2 separate regions of the Sus scrofa genome follow, and region 1 is linked to region 2. A link is a contact called in public Hi-C data. All regions are on one chromosome and are shown on one strand. The core of a region is the stretch at or near the end of the contact, and the rest is flanking DNA. Distances in the headings are between cores, read along the strand shown. Region 1 has its middle 200 kb from the start of SETD4. Region 2 has its middle 300 kb from the start of RUNX1.

Evidence for each region. A called contact is a pair of places that touch in the nucleus more often than the background predicts.
Region 1: a contact with region 2 is called in a Hi-C map of embryonic fibroblasts, with 3 times the contacts expected there. The contact joins two enhancer-like sites. A contact is called at or near these places in 1 of 47 Hi-C or Micro-C datasets (embryonic fibroblasts) and 1 of 2 datasets of contacts at active chromatin or transcription factors (alveolar macrophages).

Annotation. Positions count from the first base shown.
Region 1 is chr13:199,389,066-199,395,325 of Sscrofa11.1, reverse strand. No RefSeq gene overlaps it. Among named protein-coding and RNA genes, the nearest start is that of SETD4, 200 kb to the left of the region's middle. Within about 2 kb of position 4,750, at least 5 of the 83 cell types and tissues checked have an H3K27ac peak or open chromatin away from gene starts, as enhancers often do. A contact at or near this core is called in embryonic fibroblasts, where this site is marked.
Region 2 is chr13:198,928,724-198,934,778 of Sscrofa11.1, reverse strand. No RefSeq gene overlaps it. Among named protein-coding and RNA genes, the nearest start is that of RUNX1, 300 kb to the right of the region's middle. Within about 2 kb of position 3,363, at least 1 of the 83 cell types and tissues checked has an H3K27ac peak or open chromatin away from gene starts, as enhancers often do. A contact at or near this core is called in embryonic fibroblasts, where this site is marked.

The DNA of each region.
Region 1 (6,260 bases), core at 3,501-6,000, 460 kb before region 2:
GCACTATTCACAATAGCCAAGACATACAAACAACCCAAATGTCCATTGACAGATGATTGGATTAGGAAGATGTGGTATATATACACAATGGAATACTACTCAGCCATAAAAAAGAATGCAATAATGCCATTTGCAGCAACATGGATGGAACTAGAGACTCTCATACTGAGTGAAGTAAGTCAGAAAAGAGAAAGACAAATACCATATGATATAACTTATATCTGGAATCTAACATACAACACAAATGAACCTTTCCACAGAACAGAAAATCATGGACTTGGAGAACAGACTTGTGGTTGCCAAGCAGGAGGTGGAGGGGGAGGGAGTGGGGAGGATTGGGAGCTTGAGGTTAATAGATGCAGACTATTGCCTTTGGAATGGATTAGCAATGAGATCATGCTGTGTAGCACTGAGAACTATGTCTAGTCACTTATGATGGAGCATGATAATGTGAGAAAAAAGAATGTATGTATGTATGTGTAACTGGGTCACCATGCTGTTTAGTAGATAAAAAAAAAATTGTATTGGGGAAATAACAATTAAAAAAAGAAAAGCTTTGATTTCAAGACTACTGTCCCTGCTCTGATAGCAGCATTTGAGATGTAGCATTCTCTGGAAATTGCATGTTTTTGTCTCTGCTTTCTGCAGGACTGGTCTTCTCCAGATGCCCAGTTTTAATAGGCAGGAAGCCAGTTAAGAAATCATACCATTACCTCAGCACAGGTATGGGAAGAAAGCTGATAACAGTAGAAATGTGTCCTGCTAGGGTGAGATATAAGGAACAAACAAACTGGGTTAATCAGAGCTTGCAATGCAGAAATCCACTCAGCTGGAGTGACACCCACAGTGATGGAGACAGGGTTTCTCAAGGTCCTCATGATCCTCCACGTGACTTTCCAAAGCCTCACCTTCCATTTGAAGGTGGGAAAGGGTATTGCCCTAAGCTTCGTGGCTGCTTTTCTTGTCTCAGGCCATCTGGCATGTACAAGTTGGGGTACAGGTGGTTTGGGGCCAGCATCCCAAATAGAGTGCTGACTCCTGCTCCCTGCTTCTGGGAAGATGCAGAGGAAATCCTTTGGCACCAAGCAAGCAAACAAATACGCACCCAAACAAAACAACACGAAAAGCCCCACACTGAAAACTTTCCACTTGCAAACATGTTTTTGTCACTGCCAAAGGTTTAGGATTGCAACATGCAGGCGTCTTTGGCCCCAAACCCGAGCACTCTGCAGTTTTCCCAAAGCACCTAAAATCAAGAATTCCTTTTGGCAAAAACAGTATATTTGTAAACAGAAAGGCCTTATTTTTGAGAAACTCAATTCCCCCTTAGATCTAGCATATTCAGCATCAAGCCCCCATGGCTATTTTCCATCTGCTTTTCCTGCTCCAGATTGTCACTGGCAGGTAGAAAATAACTTCAGTTTTTGTGTCTGTGTGTGTGTGTGTGGTTTTCATTAACTGGGTGTGTGTTTGGAATTTGTGTTTGTCAGCCAGTCGCTGATTACCTTCTGATGCTTCTTGAGAGAAAGCTTTGCAAATGAGCCTTTGGATTCTTCCAGACTCTGAGTTTCTTATGTCCTAGCAGCATGAAGCTGGGAACTCCCCAGAGACAAGAACCTCCTTGATTCTTGTCTGGAAACCTACCCCACCCATCTAAACATAGAACCTGTTACAAAAGCACAGATCTGAAGTGGGAGTAGCTTGTTTTCTAGCTTCTTTTTAGAATGATTTTGCTGTTAAAGGCAAGCTCTCTTTTCCTTTCCCAGGAGCCTAGATGGCATATGTGTTTTGCTTCCCCTTCTCAGTTTTAAATCCTGTTTCCACAGAAGGCTTTAATATCCTTCTCACTTTAGAGGGTGGTCTGAGGGCTCTGACTCATTCTTATAAACAGTTCTCACCGAAGAGTCAAAATTTAAAATACTCTGGTCTAAAATTCTAAGACAAAAGATAAATTTTTTTATTTGTGGCATTTCTTAGGTTGGCAATAGAAGGTAAAATTCAGAATAGCATAAAACCCAGCCATTTTGAAGTGAAAAAATTCAGTGGGATTTAGTGCATTTACAACATTGTGTAACCAATACTTCTGTCTAGTTCCAGAACAGTTTCATCACTCCAGAGCAAACCCCTTTAGCCATTAAGCAGTTTCCCCACCTTCCTCCCCTTTCCCCAGCCCCCAGCAACCACCAATTTGCTTTCTATCTCTACGGATTCACCTCTGCTGGACATGTCATAGCAATGGAATTATATAATACATGGCCTTTGTGTCTGACTTCTTTCAATTAGCATCATGTTTTCAAGGTTCATATTAGGAGAAAATTAGTCCCTGAAATGAATGCTGCTAAAGAGTTTGTTTGTTTATTTATTTATTTATCTATCTTTTTAGGGCCACACCCACAACACATGGAAGTTCCTAGGCTAGGAGTCAAATCAGAGCTGCAGCTTCCGGCCTACACCACAGCCACAGAAACGCAGGACCCGAGTGGTATCTGCGACCTACATCGCAGCTCACAGCAATGCCAGATCCTTAACCCACTGAGTGAGATCAGGGGCCAAACCCGAATCCTCACAGATGCTAGTCAGGTTAGTTACTGCTAATCCAGGATGGGAACTCCTCAAGAGCTATTTAAAGTTCAGTATGAGCATTAAAGAACCTGTGGAGTGAACACTTATGCTTGCAGAACAATGGAAAGAAAGTTCATCAGAGCCTGGGGAGGCCAGACTCCACCATGGAGCCACCCCTCTGTCTTCTGACTCTGGTTCTGGATGTGAATGGCGACTCCTGGAGCACTGAAATCATCTCCTGCTCATGGCTCCTGATGCGTTCTTTCTGGACCTGCTTTTCACAGTAAACTGGCTCCTATTGTGTGAATTCAGTTCTGCCCTGCCTTGCCCCTGCCTGAATGGGTTCAATAGATCTTGAGGGAAAATGAATCTCATGGACATCAGGGAGAGGTCACGGGTTTCTAAACTTCTAGCACTTATCATCCTGTTGGGTAGACATGGGGTCTCGTGCAGTAGAGGTGGGAGCAGATGCTATCTTAGTACCTGGACAGGAAATTTTGCTGAACAAAGAGAAGTCATGGAAAAATTGTTAGTTATGAAAAATTTTTCATGTATGCATGTAGTAAATTCATTACAAGGATGTAAACTTAAAAATGATTTGACATATGGATTTTTCCTCTTCTCTGTTTTATTACTATTGTTTTTCATTAAAAAAAACCCCAACAAAATCTTGTCTGACATCATTTCTATGGATGTTATTTATTTATTTATTTATTTATTTATTTTTAGGACTGCACCCATGGCATATGGAAGTTCCCAGGCTAGGGGTCAAGCGGAGCTGCAGCTGCCGGCCTACACCACAGCCACAGCCACACTAGCAACACATCTGCGAACTACACCACAGTTCACGGCAACGCCACATCCTTAACCTACTGAGTGATACCAGGGATTGAACCTGCATCCTTATGGATTATAGTAGGGTTCATTTCTCCTGAGCCACAGTGGGAATCCTCTGTGGCTGTTATTGATTTCACTCATTTTGATTCTTTTCCCTCATTTTGATATCCTTGCCATATTTTAAAAACTTTTGATGAAGTCAAAGAATTCATCCTTCTGGAACTGGAATTCATTCATTTTGGAATTGGAAACCTGATTCTACTCAATTTTAACAACAATTTTTCTGTTGTCAGCGGATCTTGCTTAACTCAGAGCAATGACTCATCAAGCGGCCTTATCTATAGCCACTAGATGGCGCTCACATGCTATTGTAAAGGGATACTGAAGTTAAACTATTTGGAAAAACAATTTGTCTTCATTGAAGGTAAATACAGAATTAGCCTTACAACTGTACAGGCTTGGGGATTACAGATTTTTCTTGCCCCTTCACTTTTCTTGAGTGAATTTTCCACTAGACATCATGATTAAGCACAGGGACCCCAGAGTCAGGCTAAGTTCAAATACTGTCTCCATCATTTGCATCTAAATGACCCTGAGTAGGTCAGGTCACTTCAGTGTTCTCACCTACCAGATGGGTTAGTAATAACACATACCCCAGAGGGTGACATATATTAAAGCGCATAGTCTTACATGTGCTTGATTTTAAAAATTTATATATTTTTCTCCCCCCCCAGCTTTATGAGATATAATTGACATATAACACTCTAAGTTTAAGCTGTACAACACGATGATTTGATACACATATATGTTGCAAAATGATTACCACAATAGGACTAGTTGTGTGTTTGCAGTATTTGCTAATATTTTTTTTTTCTTCTTTGTGGCATTGCTGATCACTTAAACAAATGTTTTCCAAATACCAGTTCAAGGACTAGCAATAGCAGAATCACTTAAGGATCTTTCATAAAATATAGACGTATGAGCTCCTTCTCTGGGGCATTTATTTCAGTAATTTTGAGATGGGGGTTAGGGACTTACAGTCTTTAAAACTTTTCAACAGGTGGTTCTGATGCTTGTCTAGATTTTGGAGACAGTGACATAAACTACCCAGAGATGTTGCTGTCTATCCAAGTCCAGTCATGGTGTAAGGACCTCATGTTATCTGTACACTGGCCATTTCCAAGTCCCAGTTCCCTTTTAACATGGAGTACGCGCCATCCAAAGTGCTGACTTTGGGATGGTTTCCTCCAACCACTATCTTTTAAGGCCGCCCCCTCCAAGTGAGGCTGAACAGCAGCCACTGTTTGTTTGGCTTGTGCCTTTGGTATTCAGCTGACTCATGGATAAATCAAGCTTGGGCTTTCCCCTGCTCCATCAGCTGGTCATAACGGACCTCCCATGTGGCCATGGGTATGAGCTAAGGGGAGGCACTGATGCAGCAATGGTGAATACCATGGAGATCTGGGGTACCTGCTGGGATAACTTGTTTATGCCCTGATCTGGATGCACCACTTTCATCTTACAATAGATGGCTGTTGGGTATGTGGCTTCCTGGGTGTGACGGAACCCAGCTCATCATGGATGGTTGATTACCTCGTGTCCCCTGGTTGGGGACAGCAGCATGCGGGGTGCTCTTTATTCTAAAGCTATATTGTTATTAGATGTAGTGGACATGTTTGCTCCAGAACTCTTAAGTTTCGGAGTTGTGATTTTCCCAATTTGGATTGCCAAAAACTCCACACTGTGTTTCTTTTCCATCACTAGTACTACTAATGCCAGAGGGTCTGCTGGGCCATGAAGCTTAGGCCATAGGGCCATTTATGCTGTGGCAGGACTTTTGCAGAGATTTCCCTGTTTTGATGGCCATTCTATCCCTTGTTATATGGATACGAGCAATATTCCCAACTGTGAAACTAGTGTCCCTGAAACCTAAAGGCTATTGTGCTGCAGTTTTACTTTTTTTTTTTTTAAGAAGGGGTGAGATAATAATTTGTTATTTACTTTGGCTGAGATATCCTGAAATGCCTAGACCCTAGACCTTTAAAAAGTTTGCTGATGTGGCCTGTGATGGTTAGTTCCCATTTTATTTATGGCATGAGTCTGACTTGTGAAGGCTTTGAGTATCCTTGACACTTCTTGCTCATCAGGTCTGATTTACATGATGTCACCCCCAGCCTGATATCCTGCAAATGCCCAGCTTGTCCAGGGCTCCTCAGACTATATTATGACAGAGAGAAGAGAGTTAGCATAGCCCTGGGTCAACACTGCAAATGAATACCGTTGTCTGTTCTGAGCAAATGTGAACTGTTTCTGATCCTTCTTTTTGATAGGGATGAAAGGACAGAGTTCCCAGATCAAAGGCTGCACACCATGTACCTGAGCCTGTGTTTAAGAAAAAATAGACTATCTGGTAAGGAAGCTTCAGTGCCAGCTGTGGCTGCTGCTTGTTTAAGTCTGTAGGAGTCTGTCACCCTCCAGGACCGATGTGAGTTCTGCAGGGCCCAGACTGATTAATTCAATGGTGATATGATAACAGCCACACTCTGCATCCTGTAGGTACTTAAGGGTAGTTCTAAGCTTCAAAATCCAAACCTCCCCCTCTAACCCATCCAAGGATACGATATCGTTTTTGATTTACTCTCTTGGCTGGGGTAGGAGACAGTTTAGAAACTTCCCCCTTGAGCTTCCTCACTGTGATAGCTCTTATTTGTGTAAGCCTTGGCAACCATCAGTTTATCTGTTCCTAAACACTTGGGGACTGGGGGCATGATTCTTTCCCACCAGGAGCTCTGAGCTTTGTCCAAGCAGAGCTGCCAGGTTTGGTTGAGATCCCGTGGAACCCTGCTATTTTCATGAATAAG
Region 2 (6,055 bases), core at 2,114-4,613:
GTGGTATAGCAAATAATATATATTTCTTTTATTTTTTTTGGAGTTATAATGGCTGACATGAGCTATCTCTTATTTTCTGGGGGAAAAAAGCCAAGTAGGAAGAATGGTTAAGCAGAGTGAATATGTATATATGCCTGTCCTTGGCTCCAGCACAGCATATATCCCATGTTCTTGGGAGGCTTGGGATTCTATGTCACAAAATATGCATTTGAAGGTATCATATTCTATATGGGCTCCTGGTTGGGTGTAACCAGGGTGCTGTAGGTCCTGAAGGCAGAAGGAGTGGCTGGAGGGAATAGTGAGGAGGTGATTCTCAGCAGGGTGCCCACACATCCCTTTGCCTAGATGAACCCCAGTTGTGGCCAGTTGTCTTTGGCGCAAGTTCTCATATCTCCTCTTTTACTCTCAAAACGTCTGACTTTACTGGATGGTAAATTTTATGGTTACCGTTAACTTAGAATAAGCATCAAGAATGGAGAGGAAGCACCCGGTTTAAGCCTCCATAACATCTCTGAGTCACCGCAAAGAAAGGCAGGGATAATATTCCTTGACTTGAGCTTGTATAAATACTATGTGAAGAGTAGCCCTTTCTAACAAACTTAACCATTGGTATTGGTCTGTAACTTCTATAACTGAAAACATTGCGCTTGCTATGCTAATACATCATCATCAATGCTCTGCAAATACAGCACTAACCAAGTCTCCTAGCCATTGATTACTGCCCAGCACCCTGTACCTCCACTAGGCATTGAGTTCTCCCCCTAAATCTCACTTAAATATCTCTCTAGAAACCCTGCAGTGTTCACTCCCAAAAACTATCCTGAAAAGGGCATGACTGAGGAAGAAGGAGCCTGGTCTAGGGATGAGACCCACTAGAAGAAGAGATGAAGGAGTTCAAGAGAGGTGACTATGGAGAAGTAAAAGATTTTGACGATGAGAAGATACCTGTTCTTCCATGTTTATAACAGCATTATCACAGTAGCCCAAAGCAGAGGCAGCCCAAGTGTTCAGCAGCAGATGATGGATGTGCAAAATGTGAACTGAATATATGTCTGTGTGCATATATATATATATATCCATTACATGTATATGTAATAAATTATAATTACTTATGTAGAAAGGAGTAAAGTACTGATCCGTGCGACAACAAGATTGGACCTTGAGGATATTATGCTAAGTGAAAGAAGCCAGACCAAAAAAGGACAAATACTGTGTGATTTCACTTTGATGTGGTACCTAGCATAGTCGCATTCATCCTAACAGGAAGTAGAATGATGATTATCAGGAACCGGGGGAGAAGGTAAGGGGAAGTTAGTGTTAAGCCTAAAGAATTTCTGTTTAGGGAGATGAAACGTTCTGGAGCTGGGTGGTGGTGATGGCTACACCAGCACTGGGAATGTAGTAAATGCCATTGGATTATGCCTTTAAAATGGCTAAGATGTAAATTTTATATTATATGTATTTTACCAAAATTCAAGTAGTTTGTGGATGGGGTGGCCCGGGGTGGGGGGGACAAGGAAATAAGCATGATCCCGTTTCTGGTTTGGTGTGTTAGTTTGCTGGGGTGATTGTAACAAAGTACTATAAACTTGGTGGCTTAAAACAACAGAAAGTTATTTTCTTATTGGTTCTGGAGGCCAGAAGTATGAAATCAAGGCACCAGCACAGTTGGTTTCTTGTGGAGATTCTGTTCCTTGACTCTTCACAGTAGCTGAAAGGTGGAAGCAACCCAAGTATTCATCAGGAGATGAGTGGATAAACAAAATGCGTGCACCGTGCACGTGTGTATATGCGTGCATGCATGGATGTGTGCTTGTATGTGTGTGTGTGTATGTGCGTGTATGCATGTGCACTGCTCTTTGGCTTGTAGGCTCCAATCTTTTCCTCTCTCTTCACATGGCCCTGTGTCTCTGGGTCTCAAATCTCTCTCTGCCTTTCTCTTATAAGGACACCTGCCATTGGATTTGCTTCCCATAAATCCAGGATGCTCTTCTGTTGAAAACTTAATTATATCTGAGACGTCCCTTTACCCAAATAAAGTCACATTCACAAGTTCTGTGTGAACATATATTTTATGGGGGGGGTCACAATTTAACCAGTACATTTGGCAAAAGCTGGATTTACTCAGAATTAAGAAGCAAAACGGACATCATCGGTGAGTGGCCCCTGCTCCTTTCAGTAGGCTAGAGAACCTTCTTCCTGCCCTCTGGCTGGCCATTGCACCCCACTTCACAACCCTCCCCCATGGGTCTACCCACATTTCCTGCCAGAGGCCGAAGCTCAGTCTGGCACAGATGAATTTTAAATTTTTCTTAAATGCCTTGTTTGCATTTTGTGTGAGAGAGCAAGCAGGCTGCTATCACAGGGGTGGAGGAATTTTCCATTTTACCCCATTCAGCCCTAGATTTTCACGTAAGGGGTCTTCTTGAGGTAGAACACTGACGCGGGGGGTGATTATGCTGGTGGAAATAGCATGTGAAACAGTCAGCAGAGCCTTTGCACTGTCCCCACATCATTTTGTATCAGCACCGCCCCCCTGCCAAGCCCGCGTGTCTGCCTGTTACCCCCGGTCTATGCCTTTTCCTTGGCCGAACAAATTTCATCCAGGTCCCTTTGATCATTTTCTCTTTCCATGCCAAAAATAAACCTTGTTATCCACTGTGTCTGGAACATCCTCCCACTTTCCAAACCATATTGTTTTTCATTTCTGTATTGATTTCAAAATCTTCCTCCTTCAGGTTGGTTTAAGTGATGCCATGACATCATGACCCTTATTCTTCATTAAGACGATGTTTTTTTAAAGACACATTGTTTTATTTTCCGTCCATGTAAGAGCCAAATTGTTGTCCATTTTCCTAGCACTTGTGCACTGGACCAGGCAGGCTATGTAGGCGCATTAAAATAGATTATAAAGCCTAATTCTGAGTAAGTAAAAGATATCTCCAGAAAATTTCTTTTTTTTTTTTTTTTTTTTTTTTTTTTTTTTTTTTTTTTAATGAGAATGGCTTTGGGTAAGTCACCTATCTGGAAAGGAATGATTTGTCATGAAAATATTTGAAGAACCTGTGTAAGACCTCTCTCTGGTGAATGAAGCAAGAAAAGTATAGGTGGATTGCTCCAGCATTCCCAGAAAAATGTGAGGCACATGAACATTATTTTTCTTTTAGTTTCAAGACGCTCATGTTTCATTTGATTTATATAAAAAAAATTCTTGGTCCACCGGATGGTTTGATTAAGTAAGCATTCTCTACTTAAACGGTGAAAATAAATATCAAGAGAATAATCCACATGCCAAGTGTGTTCAGTGAAGCAATATGTGTAGGCAGCATTGGAAACAGTGACACAGTGATTATCTGTGCATAACTTGGTTATAATATCATCACTGTCTAGACTACTAGACAATTAACATCCAGACATACTATAGCTCAGATTGAAGAAGGTCATTAAAAAATGAAAGAGAGATTCGGCCTCTTTGGGAAAGAAAGACCCAGTTCATTCTTTTCTAGAAAGGTATACTTTGGATTGAGGTATGCTTTTAGGTTCAGCTTCCTTTTATGCGACTCTGCTTGGTCCTCATTTCCGTAAAATGTGGGTAATGATGGCTACTTCTTGCAGTCATCTGGTTGAATACGTTGTATATATTTAGCACCAGACACATTTTTTTTTCTTTTTTACTTTTCCCACTGTACAGCAATGGGGTCAGGTTATCCTTACATGTATACATTACAATTACATTATTTCCCCACCCTTTGTTCTGTTGCAACATGAGTATCTAGACATAGTTCTCAATGCTATTCAGCAGGATCTCCTTGTAAATCTATTCTAAGTTGTGTCTGATAAGCCCAAGCTCCCAATCCCTCCCACTCCCTCCCCCCCTCCCATCAGGCAGCCACAAGTCTCTTCTCCAAGTCCATGATTTTCTTTTCTGAGGAGATGTTCATTTGTGCTGGATATTAGATTCCAGTTATAAGTGATATCATATGGTATTTGTCTTTGTCCTTCTGGCTCATTTCACTCAGGATGAGATTCTCTAGTTCCATCCATGTTGCTGCAAATGGCATTATGTCATTCTTTTTATGGCTGAGTAGTATTCCACTGTGTATATATACCACATCTTCCGAATCCAATCATCTGTCGATGGACATTTGGGTTGTTTCCATGTCTTGGCTATTGTGAATAGGGCTGCAATGAACATGCGGGTGCACATGTCTCTTTTAAGTAGAGTTTTGTCCGGATAGATGCCCAAGAGTGGGATTGCGGGGTCATATGGAAGTTCTATGTATAGATTTCTAAGGTATCTCCAAACTGTTCTCCATAGTGGCTGTACCAGTTTACATTCCCACCAACAGTGCAGGAGGGTTCCCTTTTCTCCACAGCCCCTCCAGCACTTGTTATTTGTGGATTTATTAATGATGGCCATTCTGACTGGTGTGAGGTGGTATCTCATGGTGGTTTTGATTTGCATTTCTCTTATAATCAGCGATGTTGAGCACTTTTTCATGTGTTTGTTGGCCATCTGTATATCTTCTTTGGAGAAATGTCTATTCAGGTCTTTTGCCCATTTTTCCATTGATTGGTTTTTTTGCTGTTGGGTTGTATAAGTTGTTTATATCAGACACATTTGTTTGATGTGATAATTAACTCCAGTTTGCACCTCTTCTCCTTCTGTTTTGCTTTAAAAGACAAATTTCAGCATTAGGAAATGACAGTGTTATAATGGAAGTCCTTATGAAAAGACAGTATGACCCCAGCCTCCTCAGTACAATCTCAACAGGCATATTATAAGGAAACAACAATATGCATCTTTGGAGTTACTGTATCTCTTTTATCTACAGGAAATTTACTTATTTATTTTCTTTTTGGCTGACCTCATGGCATGCAGAAGTTCCAGGGATGGGAATCAAACCTGTGCCACAGTAGCAACTTGTGCCACAGCAGCAACTTGAGCCACAGCAGTGACAACACCAGATCCTTAACCTGCAGAGCCACAGGGGAACTCCTCTACAGGAAATGATGCCCCATAAGTTCAAAGGATGGCAGAGGTTGTTGTGTGTTCACAAATTCCCAGTTCTTTATCTGTCTGCTGTAGTGCTACACCACATTTTGTCTTCTTCTTTGCAGTTGGGGGGTGTCATGTGATTGAGTTCTGGCCAATAAAATGCATACAGAATTAATGCATGGCACATCTATGTCTGGCCCTTAAAACTTGCCACCTAATTCTCCATGCTCTTTCTCTCTTCTCTTGTCCACTCACTAATGCCAGTAAGAGCCAGGAAAGGGCAGGCGTAGGAAAAAAGAAGCCTGAGTGGCAGCAAATCACTATTGGAAGAGACACAGCACCACCCAGAAGACTTGCATTTATCTGTGGCATGAGTGAGAAGTAGAATTTGATTTTGTTAAGTCACTGAAAATTTGAGGTTGGTTGTTATAGCAGACAGCCCACACAGAGCAATATCTGTGGCTGGCATGATAGCTCTTTATGTGGTGTGATCAAATAAGGAAGCTCTCGGATGTCCTCAAGGCCTGACGGCCATACAAATTTAAGGAACTGCATCAGTGTAGTTTACGGCGAGTCGGTCTTCTCATGGATGTTTCCCATGCAACTAATGCACTCCCTGCAGAGTGCCTATTGATTTCCAATACCCAAACTTCACAGAACACACATATTTTTCAATACGACATCCCCAAAGGGCAATACCACTACCAGTCTAGTGATGGAAAAAAAAAACCTGACAAAGCCAAATGAAGGGACCTCCTATAGCCTAGCTGACAATACTCCCCCAAATTGTCAAGGTCATCAAAAACAGGGTGAGTCTGAGAAACTGACATGGACAGCAGGAGCCCACAGAAGCATGACGACAGCATGGATTGTGGTATCCTAGGTGGGATCCTGGGGCAGAAAAAGGACATTAGGAAAACGCTAGAGACGTCTAAATAACACATCAACTTTGGTTTACAGTGAAGTTTCAATATCGGTTCATTTGTCGTGACAAACATGCATAGTAGTGTGGGATGTTAATAAGTGAGGAAACGGCATGGTGGAACAAAAACTATT